2 separate regions of the Zea mays genome follow, and region 1 is linked to region 2. Evidence: chromatin contacts called from public Hi-C data. All regions are on one chromosome and are shown on one strand. Each heading gives the region's core, a stretch centred on a gene start, on an enhancer-like site or on the middle of the called end of the contact. The rest is flanking DNA. Distances are from core to core; before and after follow the strand shown. Region 1 has its middle 23 kb from the start of LOC100272628. Region 2 holds the start of LOC100280719.

Region 1 (2,700 bases), core at 68-2,567, 73 kb before region 2:
TTAGCGTCTACGAATAGTTAGAGAAGGTTCGAGGGAGTTGTTGAACTTGTTTTTCCTTTTCGATTATCTCTATACCTTATAGATTGAAAAGTATTAGAAAAAATATGAATGATTTTGATTTGATATGGATTAAAACTCATCTAATCCCTGCAATCCATATGTATTTTTATTAAACCGAACAACCCTTAAAAAGGTATTAGGGGTAGAACATCTCTAAAAGGCTAATTAAATGGCTTGTCAAGTCAAATTTTTGCTATCCAACAACAAAACAACTCTCCAACAAACTATCTCTTTGACTCGATAAGCTATCCGATTTTTCAAATTGGCTCCCTCACGAGCCGAATTTGGCTAGCTAATTTGACTAGTCAAACTAAACAGATAGTGAGTCTGTAGCTAGCTTTGGATTTCCTTTCCTGCCTTCGTATGGACAGAGGGGGTGCTGCGTGGCTCATGGCCTCATGCTTCCTAGTCAAAGCTAAAAAAATATTACCTCCATTCTCGAATATTTGTCGTCCACAAAGGTTTTGTCCTGGTATAAGGGATGAAAATCTATCATGGATTTAATTCGGGTCTGGATTGAGTGAATCCGTACCTCATACCTAGTCCCATGGTAGGATTAAATTCATCATTTAATATATGTATCTCTCAAAGCTAGTTGTATTTTTTATGCATAAATTCTAATATAAACTTGTGCAATATCTTTATAGATTTGTTACATATCTAATGAGTTATGGATAGATCCATGTCTTTCATAGTTAAAAAATCCCAGATCCTTAGATTATAATCCATGATGGGTTTAAACCGAATAATTTTTTTTTAAAAAAGGCTTTGATTATTTTTTGGTATAGATTGCGACATAGATTTAATTTCAGTCTATATTAATCTAAAGTTGGATTGGTGTAAACGAACAATGACTAATTTATTTTTAAACTAAAACGTGATAAATAAAAAAAGAACCGACAGAAGAGAAGGGGAATCGGGTGGGGACATATGACACGTCAGCGACCGGCACGCGCGAGAGCAACCAATATGGAACCATGCTCCGCGTCACCATTCTTGTTTGTTTGTTTGTAATATGGCAATTCCTGGCTTCCTGCGCGCCGGGTGGAACACCTAAGGTCTCTCATATATCTCCTGTTTGTTTCTCCTCTCAAGAACCGGGGACAAGCCTGTGTCTATCTGTTGCTTTAGATCTACCTGCTACCGTGGAGGCTCCCTATAGAAGGACGGTTGCCCGCCACGTACAGCTGCGTGTGTCGTCCACTGACCACGTGCTCGGCGCACTGAACACACAGCAAAATGACAGGGAGATCTTAGATGAGGACGACGCACGAAGGACACGTCAACAGCAGAGACGAGCAGTATGGAATGATGCATTTCTGTCGCCCTGTATTGTCCTTTTTAACTAGACTACAAGGTACCCTATATATGCATCAAATTTTGGTACCTCGAAATCTGACTAGAAGGCGAAAGGTAGTACCATATATTTAAAGGACTATAGGACTGATTTAGTAAATAGAGATTACGAGATGAATTCTCTTACTATTTAAAATTAAATATTAAGGTCATTTTTTGTTATAGATCCTCTCGTGATTTCTGTCCACAAAATCAGCCTGTATGGGCTGCGGTCGTCCCGGGCTGGCCCGCAGTACCGAGACAGCGGCTCAGACATGGCCTTTCTGTCGGGTCAGGCCGGTACATGCCGCACTTAAGCCAGGCCAAATCTACTGGTCATAGGCCGGCCATGGGCCTCGCATAAAAATATCAGAGCGCAGCGCAGGTCACGGGTGAGTGCGTCGGGCAGTGTGAAAAGGTCCCAAATCCACTTGTCGTCCCCAGGGAGTACGCGAGGAACCCTTTTCCGGTTTCCCGCACAGCCAGGCGGCGCTTTGATCCTTCGGTCCTGTGTCCTTCCTTCCGAGTCCCTCCCACGCGAGGCAACGTGGATTCCACGGTACAAGACAACAGAAGACGACCTGAGCTGAGGCGCCAGATTTTTGCAGGCTGATCGCCCCCGCTACCCCCATGTTAGGCTGCCTTATTTTATGTTGGTTGGTAAACAATGTTCTCTCCATGATTAGTGGTGGACCGCAAACTAGTTTATGCTGGTACCATAACGAGCGAGGGATGCCTTCAACGTTTACATGAGCTCCAACTTTGTTTTGGCTATTTTTGTTAAAGATTATTTATAACACATAGATTAAAAAAAGAAATAATTCTAACAAAACAAATATACTAACGTTATTTTCTAATGTAAAAACTCATTTTTTTAAAAACTACTCCCTCGTCCTAAATTATAAGATATTTTGGATTATGTAGATACATAGTTTTTGGTGCACTTATATACACACTAGTATATAGTCCATGCTAACGCTGCGATCCTGGAACAACAGCGCAATATTTGTTTGTAGGGTGGGCGTTTGGGTTACTGGAAATTTCGGTTCTGGTAATTTGGATAATTTAAATTTCAAATTCTAAGAATCGTTACTCGAAATTTGAGCATTTTTATATTACCCTAAAATACGGGTACCCGAAATTTCAGGTTCGGGTTCGGGTATTCTCGAACTACATAGTTTGAATGTTCATATACATGCACATAGTTTAAAAACACATGTAAGCCTATCAAATTAGCACAAAAACGTAGTTTGAATGTTCATATACATGCACGTAAAAAAACACATGCAATTTGTATTCACAAGC
Region 2 (2,700 bases), core at 198-2,697:
AGGGGCCCGGACAACCATGCGGCAGCACTGCCGACCGGGAGGAAGTGAGGAGGGAGTTAACCCAGGCGCACCATTTGGCAGGGAAACCTCGAGCATCCATTATGCGCAGAAGAGTAGGCCAACTAACTGTGTCAAATGCCTTAGCGAAGTCCAACTGAACAATAAGAGCAGGCGTAATCCTTTTGTGGCAAGTTTGGATCAACTCGGCTGCATAGGCAAAGTTTTCATATATTAATCTTCCACGAATGAACCCCGACTTATTTTGGTCAATTATGTTGGCAATTTTCTTTTGAAGCCTAGGCGTCAGCATTTTGGACATGATCTTGATGCCAGCGTGGAATTTCGAGGCGAGGTGGAGCACATAAGATGATGTGTGGCCAGGTAGCAGTGTAGAAGGCTAAGTCATTAATGATTGTGTTGATATCAATCTTATCTAATTTTTTTTCTCGATACATAAGGTGGCCAAACCATTCAATCATTTTTTTGAGAGACGGTAGACCTCAAAATAGTTCTTCAATTATTTTTAACATCGAAAAACTCCTTTCGGTTGATGCCACCATGACAAGTATATTAAATAAGATTCGATAAGCTATAAAAACATGATTGGAATCCATCTTATTGATGTACTCAAATTTATCCATAAAAGATATGGGTGGTTCTAGCAAGTTTAGCTTCAAAACTCTTAACTCAAACATTAGATTATTTAGTTAAACATTAGCTATCCTGTTAGCTATATAATAAAATGCAGGAGGTGGGCCCCCCTAGGATTTGGGGGCCTAGGGTGGCCGCCAGGGGGAGCCCTATGCCTAGAATCGGCCCTAAGCATGCAGGTAGATCGAAAAATAATTCATCTCATGAAAATAGATGCGTTAAATGCATGAGTGACATCTGGATTTATTGAAGGATGTCACCTAGGTTCACGAGCTTTAAAATTGCATTTCTATGTTCTTAAATTTATTAAGTGGACCACACTACAGTCCAGTAATAAACTTGTGACACACTATTTTTATAAATTTAGGGATGCGAAAACCTAGAAATGCATTTTTAAAGTTTGTAGACCTAAGTGACATGCTTTGACAAGTTTAGGAGCCGCCGATGCATTTAACTCAAATTAGATTACATATAAACTAATTATGAGCTGGTAAGGACTAATAGACTCTAACCATCAATTAACCACCATAGTTTTTATTATATTAAGCTTTGTAATTAGCGTTTCAAAATACAGGTTTTTTGTTAGCCTCATATATGAAACATGCCCTCATTTAAGTCTTGTATTTTTGTGGTGGCTGGTCCTAGGTGTTCTGAGACGCGACCTCTGATCAAATGGGCGCGCAACAGGTCACCGCAGAGGACGTCTGGCATTTGGGCTGGTGGTACAAAAAAAAATCTATCAAAGCCTGAGAGGCCGTAGCACAACCACCTTCCCTGCCCTGCCCTCAGTGCCCTGTCAAGGATATTTTAGGCAATGCGTTGCCCAATTCCACAGGCCACGTCACACGTGGTGCGGCTCTAACCGTATCGTCCCTGCCCGGTGGGGCCGCGGTCGCGTAGCAGACACCGACGGGCCGTCACGGGCCCTGCTCGCCGCAGACGATCCAGGGGCCAGGCGGCGCGCGGGTGATCTCGCCACGGCGCGTTTTGTGTGGCCCGCCCGTGACGGGAGGCGGAAGAGGGAAGAGGCGACGCGACGCGGCTCTATAAAACCGCGCCTCCAACCAGTACTCCCCCGGCACCCTAGAGAGATTCTGTTTTCGCACCAGCGCCGGCACAGGCAACGCAGCACCGCACCGAGCCGAGCCACTTAGCGAGCGAGGGAACAGCCTCCACGGCGAGGAGAGAATGGGGAGAGGAGGGATCGGAGGCGCGGCGGCCATGGCCATGGCCATGGAGACCGCCGATCCTGCCCGTGCATTCGTGAAGGACGTCAAGCGAATCATTATCAAGGTGATTGGCCTACCTGTCTCGTTGTTCTTCGTTCTTCTTTTTATCGTCTCGTCTTGCGAGAATGCAGAGACGTTTTTAAGTCTTGTTGCTCTTCGTGCGGCCCATGTTTTCTGTGAGGTCTTTGCGATGTCGGTACGGATTTGCGAGGGTAGAGAATTCGATTTCGATCCGATTTCGCATTTTTCTTTTCGCGGCGTGCTTGCGACTGTATTTTTTTTTTAAAAAAAAAGAAGTCGATGCTGGATATCTTTCCGTCCTAAACGCGGAAAGTTGTTCGTTTGGGATCTGCGACCTGAAAGTATTTCCGTTGGGAATGGAGAACGTTTTTGTCTTTCTCAGGCGCTATTGTTTCAGTATAGTATTTCGCGTGTTCCCTATGTTTGGTGTTTGGTGGTGCCGGTCAACATCTGATCGTTCAAACTCGGGATGGGGAAAACAACAGCCCCAGATGTTTCTGTTTTTTTTTTGACTCACAAGACACTCGTTGGGATAGGACGTGTATTCAGTTTTAGTTTTTAGGATTCTTCACTAAACAAAGATGAAGGGATAAAAAATGCTAAGCTGCAGGTTTTGCTTACAACAAAAAATATAGTTACCAGATTTTGTCGTTATGTTTGCTGGTTTCACATTTATTATGCTGTCTTACAGGTGGGCACGGCTGTTGTCACTGGCATGAATGGCCGATTGGCCATGGGGAGGCTCGGTTCTCTCTGTGAACAGGTACAATACGTATAATAGAGGAAATTTCAAAAGAAA

What was found. Hi-C and Micro-C count contacts between places; a contact is called where the count stands out from the background.
Region 1: a Hi-C map of endosperm shows a contact between it and region 2, with 7 times the contacts expected there. The contact joins the enhancer-like site here to the promoter of LOC100280719 in region 2. A contact is called at or near these places in 9 of 25 Hi-C or Micro-C datasets (bundle sheath, endosperm, leaf and 4 more).

Annotation. Positions count from the first base shown.
Region 1 is chr8:174,779,083-174,781,782 of Zm-B73-REFERENCE-NAM-5.0, reverse strand. No RefSeq gene overlaps it. Among protein-coding and RNA genes, the nearest start is that of LOC100272628, 23 kb to the left of the region's middle. Within about 2 kb of position 1,317, at least 18 of the 20 cell types and tissues checked have an H3K27ac peak or open chromatin away from gene starts, as enhancers often do. A contact at or near this core is called in bundle sheath, endosperm, leaf and 3 more, where this site is marked.
Region 2 is chr8:174,706,137-174,708,836 of Zm-B73-REFERENCE-NAM-5.0, reverse strand. It overlaps LOC100280719, which reads left to right and starts at 1,447. Exons shown (of 21, transcript NM_001153639.1): 1 at 1,447-1,944; 2 at 2,593-2,664. The coding sequence starts at 1,840.